Linked DNA regions of Mus musculus: region 2 is linked to region 1. Evidence: chromatin contacts called from public HiChIP or PLAC-seq data. All regions are on one chromosome and are shown on one strand. Each heading gives the region's core, a stretch centred on a gene start, on an enhancer-like site or on the middle of the called end of the contact. The rest is flanking DNA. Distances are from core to core; before and after follow the strand shown.

The links. HiChIP or PLAC-seq counts read pairs in DNA pulled down with a chosen protein or histone mark.
Region 2: an H3K27ac HiChIP or PLAC-seq map of T-cell acute lymphoblastic leukemia shows a contact between it and region 1, with 6 times the contacts expected there. The contact joins the promoter of Bloc1s4 here to the enhancer-like site in region 1. A contact is called at or near these places in 20 of 39 promoter capture datasets (the 3T3-L1 cell line, the C10 cell line, the HPC-7 cell line and 13 more), 3 of 15 datasets of contacts at CTCF or cohesin (CD8 T cells, the G1E-ER4 cell line and embryonic stem cells), 42 of 484 Hi-C or Micro-C datasets (B cells, the BV-2 cell line, the C10 cell line and 26 more), 23 of 115 datasets of contacts at active chromatin or transcription factors (the 230-238 cell line, T-cell acute lymphoblastic leukemia, bone marrow-derived macrophages and 11 more) and 4 of 9 other capture datasets (adipose tissue, embryonic stem cells, liver and 1 more).

The regions. Positions count from the first base shown.
Region 1 is chr5:36,442,716-36,448,786 of GRCm38.p6, reverse strand. 2210406O10Rik (RIKEN cDNA 2210406O10 gene) reads left to right here. Exons shown (of 3, transcript NR_126488.1): 3 at 864-1,176. Among named protein-coding and RNA genes, the nearest start is that of 2210406O10Rik, 19 kb to the left of the region's middle. Within about 2 kb of position 2,171, at least 27 of the 459 cell types and tissues checked have an H3K27ac peak or open chromatin away from gene starts, as enhancers often do. A contact at or near this core is called in T-cell acute lymphoblastic leukemia, where this site is marked.
Region 2 is chr5:36,745,228-36,751,298 of GRCm38.p6, reverse strand. Bloc1s4 (biogenesis of lysosomal organelles complex-1, subunit 4, cappuccino) reads left to right here and starts at 2,620. Exons shown (of 1, transcript NM_133724.3): 1 at 2,620-3,925. The coding sequence starts at 2,654. The coding sequence ends at 3,301.

The DNA of each region.
Region 1 (6,071 bases), core at 922-3,421:
CTCCATCACACCCTCCACCAGACCCACATGCAAAATGTCTTCACCCCCAACACTCCCAAAGCCCCGTGAAGTCCAGTCTTGCCTCTGGGTCAGAATCTCACGCCGTTCATTCCTGACCACCATAGGTGTCCCAGGTCTCTACCCTCTCTGAGCTTGGGCCTTTTTCAGAGTCCTGCAAGTTGTCCTCTGACTGTCACATGCACAGCCTACATACGCCTGCCCACTCAAGGCAAGGTAAAGATAAAAATACACATCCAACCCAGGGGTCTTTTACTGTACTCCCAGTCAGGCACAGCCATCATGAGAGGTAAACACTTAACACATTGTCCTTACGCACTGATGGCTACTTTGCTCCCGCTCTTCTGGCTGGGTTTGTGTGCCAACTCAACACAAGCTAGAGTCCTCCGAGATGAAGGTTGAGAAAATGCCTCCATGAGATCCAGCTGTAAGGCATTTTCTCAGTTAGTGTTCAATAGAGGAGGGCCCAGCCAGTAAGCAGCACCCTTCCGTGACTTCCACCTCAGCTCCTGCCTCCAGGTTCCAACCCCGCTTGAGTTCCTGTCCTGATTCCTTCTGTGATGAACATCAATGTGGAACTGTAAGCCAAATAAACCTGAAGTGGAAATTTCTGGTTCCTTTGGAAACTCAGTTGTGTCACGTGATGCTTTTCCGAAAGCTGTCTTGCGAGAGGATGTTTTGCTGAAGCAGACACATGCGAGGGAGGGCATAGGCTTTGCTGGAGCTGGCGCTTGAGAGAAGGCATGATGTTTAAGCAGAATATAAATATAACTCCACAGACAGTCTCCCTGGTGTCGCTAAGCTGTGCAGTGCTCCGCTGATATTCTTTGGTCTTCACTTCATAGAGAGAAAGGCAACGAAGAACTTCTCGTGGTGTTCCGGCTGACTCGGGCTGATTCTGCTGACTCGTGCTGATTTGGCAAATCTTTGGGGTTTCAGCTGGATGGAGCCACTGCTACTGATTTGTGCTTGGTGTTTGCTATTGGACTTAACTGCTGATATCCTGACAAGGAAGATTGGAATTGCCCCCAAAGGACTACTTCTAAGCAGGTCTACAGACCCCTTTCCTTTTAACCTTCTTTTCCCACTACCTCTGGGTGGTGGGCTAGAAGAGAGGTTTAATTAAGAACCGTAATTAAAGTAAGTTTTGAAAAATCTAAGCCAACGTAAATCCTTTCTTTTAAACTTGCTTTTTGGTCATGGTGTTTTCTTAAGACAACAGAAGCTTTAACTAAGATACCCACCCAGCATGCTAGCTTATTTTCTCTCCCTGCTCTGGGAACTCCATGTTAATGGGATCTTATAATCCCTGGCCTATTGTAAATAGCTGCTTCTGCTTGACATCGGATTTTAAAGGTACACCTGTGCTGTGTCCTATTTCAGAATGTCACTCCTTTCTGTGGCTAAATAATATTCCTTGCTATCTCACTGTATGGCCAGATCACATTTTGTTCACTTGACATTTGATGGGAGATTGGGCCATCCCGACCTTTTGGCCTCTCTGAACATCTGTGTGTGCACCTTTGTGTGTGCACCTTTGTGTGGACATTGGCTTTCATCTCTTTTAGATATTATATTAGTTACTTTTCTTACTGTTACAACAAATGCTGGACAGAAGCAACTTAAGGGAGGGTGTTGTTTTGGCCCACAGTTTGAGGGTGCAGTTCATCCTGGTGGGATAGCACAGCGGCAGGAGGCAGTGGGGTTACACAGTGTCCTCTGTCAGCCGGAGGCAGCTTGTTACATTGTGTTTCCCAGTCAAGAAGCAGAGCTTGCTGGAGCATAGCTTGCTTTCTCCTGTTTATTCAGTCTGTGACTACAGCCGGTGGTGCTAGTCTCACAGACAGGCCCCGAGGCATCTCCTATGTGAATTTGAATCCAGTTAGACTGACGGGGGAGATTCACCACTATAGGTTTGCACCCAGAACTGGCATGCTGCACATCATGGAATTCTACGGGAGAAAGGAGCAGACTGACTTCCAGAGCAACCCCCACATCCTTATTCCTCCTGGCCTTGTGGACTCATGTCATTATATCCTTTTGGTTTTGATCTGTAGCTCTCTGCTGGCTAACGAGCAAGCCCAGCATCTCTTCATAGGCCTCTGTAGAACACCTGCCGAGGTCGCTGTCTCTTTATGCCTCCATTGCAGGACTGCTTTAAGCATTCTGATAAGATCTCTTGGCAGATGTGTGCTTTAAAGTGTTTCCTCATTGTCTTCCTGCTCCCGAGCTTGTCCTTTGATAAGCAAAGGGAGCTTTGGGTTTGATGAATCTCCTGTGCCCTTCACTTTTGTTGTTGTTGTTACTGCTGCCGCCCATGTTTTTGTTTCTGTGGTGGTGTTAAATCTGAGACCATGATGATGCAGCCCTGTGTCTTCTCACTGCATGTGTGTCCATCACTGGCCTGAAAGCTTGCCAATTCAGCCTGGCTGGCTAGCCGGCAAGCCCCAGGGATCCTCCTGTCGCTGCCTCTTGGGTGCTGAGATCACACACATGTGTCACCATGCCTGGCTTTTCCCACATTGGTTCTGGGGATCAAACTCAGGGCCCACTGTGTGTGCAGCAAGCACTTTACTGACTGTTTCTCTGGCTCCCACCCTATGTCTTCTAAGGGCGCGTTAGCCTGTGCTTCTCCAGGCAGCCATCTAATCCCCTGTGAGCAAACCCAGCAGTTCCACCTGGAACACTGAGAGGGTCCATCCTACTGCAGCTTGCAGAGCTGTCAGGGTAGGGGGTGGGCTAGGATAGAGCTGCGTCAGTGTTGGGGAGTACTCAGAGAGGAAGAGCCTAGGTCAGTTGCAACAATCTATGAGCTAGCTTCAAAGGGCAACTGAAAGACAGCCACAGGTGTCTCCTTAAGGGGCTGCAATAGGATGGGAATGGGCAGGGAGGGTCTTAAGAAGGAAGGCTTTCTGTCTTATGGAGGCTAGGCAGGAACTCTCAGGAGTTGGAGTCAGAACCAACTCCCCTCCCCCACCTACCCAACCCCTCCCCCAACCTCTACATAGGGAAGAGCTGGTGTAGGCTGGGGAGTCTCTGGTAGTCAGATTGTAACCAAAGATCCAAAGAGCCTCTGCCCAGCCTTGGGCCTCCGTGGGCACCCAGTCTCCTGGACCACTCCTTTCCTAGCTCTGGAGATCCTGCTCCAGGCTCCCTTTGCCTGGCTGTTAGCCATCTTTCTATCCAGGCCCTAATTCTGCTGTCACCTCCTTTGAGCCACAGTCCAGGATTGCCCACCCCAGTTTCTCCATGTCCCCTGTGTGCCCTGCTTCCTCCTGGCATGGGCACACTGGGATTTCCTTGCTTTCCCCTGGGCGGCGGGCGGCTGCCCCAGGCTCTGACGGAACTGTTTTACCTTCTGTCCTCCCTCATCCCCGCTTCCTTGCTGGGAGCACTCACCCCCATCACTTTGCTGATTCCCTCATACTGGGATAATTGCCGAGCTGGCAGAGGCCTGGCAGAGCCCGATGCCCTGTTGAGTCCAGCCTCCTTCTGCACCCCCTGCCTTCAGTTCCTCCAAGTCAGCCTGATTTACCGGTCTTTCTGGGCCTATTCGCCAGGTGTCTGGCCCTGTCTGGAAACAAATGCTTTGCCTTGAGGTGATAAACGGGGCACAGTGGGGCTCAGCTTGGAGCCAGCGGGTGTGAATGGTGCAGCCTGCCTGCCTTCACTCTTACTGCAGACTTCAGCCAAGAAAGCATTTAAAATACAGTCCTGATTTTCCTTTGTTCTTGGAGCTCTCTTCACACACTGTGTTTTGAGAAATCAGTGCAACAAGTCCTGTTCACTATGCCCTTAAGCCAGAAAGAGGAGACCCTTTTGGACCCTCAGTCTGTATTCCTCCCAGAAGGCAAATGTGCACCTTGAGGTGATCATGGCACGGGGTATGGCCTCTCAGGGCTCAGGAAGAGCAACCTTGTACCGTGCTGCTTTGTGTCCCTGGGGGAGGTCAGGTGTCCTTGGCTCAATGTGGCCTCCCTGGGGCTGTCACTGAATTGAGCTGTTAGGTACTCTGCCAACATGGTGCCAGCCGAAGGAAAACCCACGCAACCCTTTCCTGCTGCTCTGCACTGGAAGCCCAAGGCCTTTGAGGGGGTTGATCAGGACCATGTGTGGCCTGCAGACCCTGCAAGGCTGAGCAGCCAAGGGAGCTGGATGGCAAGGTGAGGACTAGGTATTCCCAGCCACACAGCACCTTCCTCTGTGGCTCCTCCTATGGTGCTCCTCTTGGCTTCCTCTGAGCCACCTTAACTGGGCTTCTTCTGGGGCACTGGATAAGGCTCTCTTAACCTTCTGAGCCTTAGGCAATGCCCTGGTGCTAAGTGAGCTGGTGCCCACCCCCTTGCGGTCCGACTGTGCAGGCACCCTCTGCATGCCTGTGCGCATGAGAGTGCACGTATGTTTTCTGTGCAAGGGCATGCACGCATATGCTCTGTGGACACATGAGTGGAGAAGTCTGTATGCATGCTCTGTGCAAGCATATGTATGAAGGCACTTACGTGTATGCACATGCATGAGATCACATACATGTGTGTTCTGTACATGCAGATGTGCAGGGTGGAAGCTTATGGCTCAAAAGTGGTGTGTCTGGGAGTCAAGCTGCCAAGGAGTAAAGTTGTGACGGTTGGCGTTAGCATTAGTGGTCAACTTGATAGTCTCTAGGTCACTGGGGAGACAGGCCTCTGGGCATGTCTGTGGGGGGTTTCTTGGTTTCAGTAATGGAGGTGGGAAGAGCCTCCCATAGTGGGCGGCACCATCCCTGGCTGGGGCTGGACTGTCTGTGTGGAGAAAAGGAACTGGGCAGCAGCAGCAACATCACCTCAGCTTCCTGACTGCAGATGTGGTGTGAGCAACTGCTTCAAGCTCCTGCTGCCTTGATTTGTAGCTTGATGGTACAAGATACCATGGTAGACTGCACCTTGAACTGTGAGCTGAAATAAGCCCCCTTCCCCTGGGTTGCTTTCTGTCATCGTGTTTGTCACAGCAACAGGAAAAACAACAACGACAACATCTAAGCACTGTCCTGCCTAGGTTACAGCATGGTCCTCCATGTACATGACTGTTGGGTACAGGGCTATGGCACAGGAGGCTTAGGACCTGGGATGCTTAGTTCAAGCCTTGCCTCTGCCACAGCAGGCTACCAAACCTTCAAAGTTCAGAACACCTCTGTTCGCAGCTTCTGTTTCTCTATAAAGGGGATTCCCTTCACCTCTATAGCCCAATGGAAAGTCTATGGAATGGAGCAAGACAGTGATGGACGGAGTGGCTCAGTATCTGAGCCAATGGGTCCACAGATATCCCCTCTGTGTAAGCGGAGCCTATGCTGAGCTGCCCACTGGGCAGCCTTGTAGTTTGTCCTACGGAGTGACCCAGAAGCTTGGCCCCAGCCTTATTCTCACTGGGCCCATGTCCTGGGCTGGAGCCAGAACTTAGGATGCACATCCTGGGTAAATGACAAACTTCAGCATCCTAGCTCCTGCACTGTCGAATGAGGGTGTGCCTCAGCATGGTGCCCTGGGCTGTCAAGAACCAGGGAGCTCGACTGGTTCTCATTCTACCAAGGCAGATTTCTCCAGGGACTCAGGGCCTGGCCACTGCTGTATGACAGTCACCCTCTGATTCTTCCTTCTCCTTTGCTCCCTGCCGTCTTGCCTTGCCCCGCCCCCCCGCCCCCCACATCCATCTAAGCCCCTGGTGTGAGATCTATTCATACCTGTCCCTACTGTGATCTTATGTTCTCTCACAGGGATCTAGACCAAGACTGTTCCATTCATGTACATGTGTGGAGGGGGGCGGGGCTGACAGGAGGAGGAACTCACACAGTCAGGAAGAAATCCTGAGTATCTACCAGTTCCCCATTTCCTAGCTGGATCATGGTGTCTTCTGGCTCACACCCGCCCCTCTAAACTGGGCTCACATGCTCTTTACAGCGCTATGGAAGACCGAATGCAGTTGTGGCTGCCTGAGATCGTTGGAAACAGTACAGACCTCTTTGGATTTCTGCTTTATTGAATGCTTCTCATGTAAACCAAATGTTCCTGTTTAAACATTAA
Region 2 (6,071 bases), core at 1,371-3,870, 300 kb before region 1:
TTGGACCTTGAATGCCTGTCAGATTTACTGCCTGGGTCCTGATACTGTCTCCCCCACTTTCTCCCCCATCTCTGTCCACCATCCATAATGTTTTTGTCTAAAGCCCCTCTGACAGTGAGGACTTCATGACAGTAAGATACTGTTGCTCCCTCTCCAAGCTTCATTACCATTTTGAATAGAGAAACATTACCATGTATTTTGCTGTCATCTGTGTGACCTCATCATTTTCTTCACAGGCTGAAAGGTGCCAGAAGATGATCAGGTTACACAGATGAACGCAAAATACACAGCCTTCAAAACATAGCAGAGCACGGAGAATATCTGAAACAACTTCCTCTAATGGAAGTTATCTTTGAAGACCCAAATGCATTGGAGATCTATCTTCATATCAAGGTCACCATGCAGACACCATAAGGAAGATTATCAAACCACTCAATGGAACAAAAATGTTGGTTCTAATAGGACAGTCACCCGAGGTGTGCCTGCCTAAGCATGGTGTGTTGGGAAATAGAAGAAAATCTAGACCACACAGCAGAACAGAGGAGAGTGTGAATGTAGCAAAGAGAAATAGGCAAGAATAAACCAGAAAGACGCTAAGGAAAGGCTACTAAGCCTTTCCAGGTGTTTCTAAAAGGCAAGTATGCCACTCAAGGACAGTGGCTTAAGGAAGTAGCAGCCTTTAAAAAAAAAAAAAAAAAAAAAAAAAGTGTACTCTATCTGCAGTTACACTTGCATGCCAGAAGAGGGCATTAGATCCCATTACTGATGGTTGTGAGTCACCAAGTGGTTTCTGGGAATTGAACTCAGGAGCCAGTGCCATCTCTCCAACCCTGGAATGGAAGTAGCATTTTTAAGAGCAGTTAGTATTTTTTTCTTTATTATTATTTTTTAATCCTGGGCTATGAAAGGCTGATATTCTTTGTCTCCGTGGCAAGTTCTCCCCGCGATGTGTTTCAGGTTCACAGCGATAGACTCCAGTCAGCTGACCCAGATGGACTGACATGATGGAGAACTGAAGCAGCTTGTAGCTTTCTCTATTTTGTTGCTCAAAGTTGTTTTTCTTCTCTAATTCCTAATTCCCAGTGGGAAAAGAGGTCATGTGAGCTCTACCCAGAGAGAGGATGTGTTTAACACCTAACAAAACTCCAACCACCCAGTCTTTTGCAGGATGCGTGTGGGTACCTGCCTGTGTATGAGTATGTCAATAGTAAACAGCCAACACTTTTCCTAACTGTTCCCTATTGGGGATCTGGTTTACGTCTCCTGACAATGGGGTCCAGGCCATTTGGACAAAATACCCACTACAAATCCCATCAAGACAAGGGCATCTCTACTTTATGCCTGTCTTCACTTGACAATGTTGAAGAATAAGGCCCTAAGTTTCCCAAGGACCTGCCAGACTGCATGGGTCTCAGAGACGCCACCTTGGATGTTTCTATGAATATTAAGAATTTATTCCTACCTTGTTTTTGTGTTTGTTTGTTTGTTTTTCTGGTAGCATTGTGATGGAATCCATGCTTGGGTGAGAGTACTTCTTTTGTGAGGAGGCTGAGATGACCACTCGTTAGGTTGACTTTTGTGTTCCACTGTTCTTGCTTTTGCTTACAGTTTATTTTGCTATCGCTGGTAAGGGAAAAGAGGCAGGCTGGAGCCTCACATGGGTGCTGGTGGGTACTACACAGTGGATAGATGTGGGAACAAGTCTAAGAGAGCTGTGAACTTACTGTGAACTACGGATAGGCCATTGTGTGGGATGTTCTTCCCACAAGGTGGCCTTCTAGAAAGAATTACATAAACTGTGATAAGAGGATACGCAAGGACGTGCAGGAAATGCCCTGGCATGTCCCCGTTATCTCTGTGGGAAAGACAAATAGGAGGGATATTCTTGGCTCTTTTCACAAGACCAAAGATGATAACACCAGGTATATTTTCTGTACTTGTATTTGCTAAAACTAATCATAAATGTCACCTCATATTTTGCTTCCTTTAATAATAAAAATGAGAAGTTCTTTGTATTATTCTTGAGCTCAAACACCTGGAGTCCCCCAGTTCCTAGACAGGGCTTTGGAATATCCTTCCATCTACGGAGATTTAGCCTTGGCTGGCTACAGGGCAGGTGGAGCAACAGAGGTAACCTGCTGTGACGGTATGGACAGCCTCAGCTCTGCTTCAATGTATTTCTCTGACACTATCATTTGTCAATTTACCACCAATCTACCTATCATTCCATTATCTATTGATCTGTCTGTCTGTCTGAGACAGAGCCTCACTACAGGACCCTTGGTGGCGTGAAACTGGCCAGGCTGGCCTTGAATTTAAGAGATTTGTCTGCCTCTGACTCCTGAGTGTTGCTACCAAAGGCCTGTGCCACTGGTCTAATCTATTTGTCATCTATTATCTATCTGCCATCTACCCATCTTTCTATCTATCCTCTAATCGTCTGTCACCCTCTTTGGATTACTAACTTGTGCAAACTCTGCTGGCACACACTACGAACGCACCGACAAGCCAGCCAGAAGCACTGCGGGCTCTCTGGGCATGTGGATAGTAGGCTTGGCTACTTGTTAGGGGCGTGACGTCTTTAGGAGGCGCCGGAAGCAGGCATCTCAGACCGTAACGCAATCGCTCAGCACCGGAAGCGGCCGAGCGGGCCATGGAGGAAGGACCCGCCGTCGGAACCCTGTCTCGAGAGGTCTCTACCGAGGAGGCCGAGCCGTTGGGCGCCGCGTGGAGCGGGGACAGCGGCCACGTCTCGCAGAGCCACAGCAGCGCGTCCGGGCCGTGGGACGATGACGGCCCCGAGGACGCGCCGGGCCGCGACCTGCCGCTGCTGCGCCGCGCCGCCTCGGGCTACGCCTCCAGCCTGCTGCCCAGCGCGGGACCGAGGCCAGAGGTGGAGGCGCTGGACGCCAGCCTGGAGGAGCTGCTGGCCAAGGTGGACGAGTTCGTGGGCATGCTGGACATGATCCGCGGGGACTCGTCGCATGTGGTGGGCGAGGGCGTGCCCCGGATCCACGCTAAGGCGGCCGAGATGAGGCGCATCTACGGCCGGATCGACAAGCTGGAGGCCTTCGTGCGGATGATCGGGAGCAGCGTGGCCAGGATGGAGGAGCAGGTCGCCAAGGCCGAAGCCGAGCTGGGGACCTTCCCGCGGGCCTTCCGGAGGCTGCTGCATACCATCAGCGTCCCCGCTCTCTTCAGGTCGGCGCCCAGCGGGCCCCAGCGCGCGGCGTACGAGCCGCCAGTCCTGTTTCGGACCGAGGACCACTTCCCTGGCTGCGGTGACAGACCGCAGCTCTGAGCGTGTGCGCCTCCACCGCATGAGGACTCCAGCGAGACTCTTGTCCCAAGTGTTAAGAAATCCTGTGAACTGGCGTATGTGATGCCGGGATGTGAAAGGTTAAAGTTTATTTTCTGCAAACGACTTGACATCGTCAGTATTCGATGCCAAGAGTGTAGGTCTCTATGTCTTCCAGTTCGGATTCGAAAGCTCTTTGGTGGGGACCTGGGGAAGCCAACTGAATTAATTTATCGGTGCAATACGGCAGAGCTGTTATTTTTATGGCCTTTATTACAGTGAACAGTGTTTCCTTGTTAAGATTTATATATTTATATGATCAAAAGTGCCCAAGAAATTAAAGCTGTATTATTAAATCCTAACAGTGGTTCAGTTTTCTGTAGCCTTCTGGGATAGATAGTAAATTGTTTTGTATTATATTCAATTTTCTATGGTGTAGACTGTAAGCCAAAGGAAAGAAGACAGTTTCTTAAGATAGCAAACTGGGCGTTTTGTTGCAGGGAGTCCTGAAGTTGTATTTGACAGTTTGACTGGAAGCTTAGTTTATCAAAGCAAGAATATTAATGTATGGTTGTCAGTGTTCTATTTATAGCACATCAATTAAAATGTTAAATTTCTTTGGCAGAGATTTCCTTCTGGAGATTATTTACCATAGTTTGTTTGGAAATGAGCCTGTCGTTCATGTTTTTAGTAGTGGGGTAAGAAAAGGCAACTTCCTTCTTTGGAAGGTTTGTGTGAAGAGCCAACCTCGCTGCTCTTCTCACAGTTCTGCGGTTCTTCCCCCGAGTCTCGTTGAGCAGAAGGGTTTTGTTCTTTCACTTTGGGGCACACGGGTCCCTTACCAACAAACTACTATTTCCTAAGTTGGTTCTCCCAGGTAGTACTCAGCTGAGTCTCTTGCTGTCTGTCAGGGTAAAGTCGGTAATGGAACCAGATGTGATAGCACACATTTGCAATCCCAGCACTCAGGAGTCGGAGGCAGGAAGATCAGAGTAGCAGGATAACCTGGGCTGTAGAGTAAGCTCCAGGTCAGCCTGGGTAGTTAAGAAGACCATATATCAGTAAATAGATGACTTAGCCAGGTATGGTGGTGCACGCCTTTAATCCCAGTACACAGAAGGCAAAGGCAGGTGGATCTCTTAGTTTGAGGCCAGACTGGTCTACATAGTGAGTTCTAGGAGAGCCAGGGTTACAACCCTCAGTAAATAAATGTGATAGTATTATCTCCTTTTGCTTTTCATGGGCCTTCTGTGTTGTATGGTGACATATTTTTTTTCATTTGATTTGTAGTTCACATCAAGAAACAGGTTTAAAAGCTGAGGGGACAAGTGACCTACATTTACTGTTCAGAATCTAGTGGGTGCTACTAGAAATTATTAATATATTTTTATGACAGTCAATGAATGTGAAAATAGAGTTCCAGGACAGCCTGTGCTAAAGAGTAGCACCCTGTCTCAAAAAACACCAAAAAAAAGATTGCTTTCGTAAGGTTTTAGAGAGATGGCTCAGCAGTTAAGAGCATGGTCTGTTCCCACTTGGTTTTGAAGACAGGGTTTTTCTGTGTAGTCCCAGCTGTCCTCTTGGACCAGGCTAGGCTCCAACTCAGAGACCTTCCTGTGTCTGTCTCCCAAGTGCTGGAGTTAAAGGCATGCACCACCATTGCCCAGCTAGCCCACTTCAGTTTTGTGAGCACTCACAGTGTCTGTTAGCTACAACTCTTTTCTTAAAAGGTTGTTCACTCCAGGCAGTAGAAACACGCCTTTAATACCAGGACTCGGGAGGCAAAGGTAGGCAGATCTGAGTTTGAGGCCAGCCTGGTCCACAGAGCAAGTTCCAGAACAGCCAGGAATACACAGAGAAACCTTGTCTTGAAAAACATCAACAAAAAGTTGTTTACATATCTGTACAAAAAGTTTTTAAGCACGCTTAAGGCAGAATTATGAAACTTTTAAATCTTAGATTTAGTATCTGTACAATAAAACAACATAAAAGTGCTATGAAGTACACATCGATTATGTTATTTATATATTTACTTAGAAAATCATAAGCAAGGCTGAGGAGAAGGTGGTAAGCCTTAGAGAGGGTCTCAGTATTTTAAAGCTAATCATAAAACCTTCAGAGAATACATGGAGAAGTCCTGGTCCAGATGATAACATGTGAACCTTGTTTCTAAAACGTCCTGGCAGCTGGCATCCCAGTTAGTGGGTGCCTCTGGAGTTTCTAAGTAGATTTGTGGCCTTAATGTGGACAGTTGCTGGCTCCCACAGTACCGGACATTAGATGAAAGTTCTTTGTTGACCTCAAAGATGAAAGTTGTAGTCATATGTGAGTCTTCCCTCCCTGTCACCCCAGCGTTCAGGAGGAATAGGCAGCAGCATCTCCAGTTTGGAGCCAATCTGAGCTGCAAACTGGGTAGACTGGGAGTATGGTCCTGTCTGTAAAAACAAGGAATGTAGGTGCTCCTGTAACTGCTTAGCAAGGCCACCTTCAGGCCTCTTGGCTCCCCCTTCCAACTCTGGATCTTTGAAAACTGTGTCTTCTGCCTCTTGCCAAGTTAATACCACCTAGAAAAAGGCTACCTGGCCCATTCATTAAATACAGGCCTGGGGCTGGAGAGATGGCTCTGTGATTAAGAACACTGGCTGCTCTTTCTAGAGGACACCAGTTCAATTCCCAGCAACCCTGTCGAGGCTCACAATCACTTGTAATTCCAGTTCCGAGGGCACCAGGATGATGAAAAGAAATAAAACACTCATGCACATAAAATGACTAA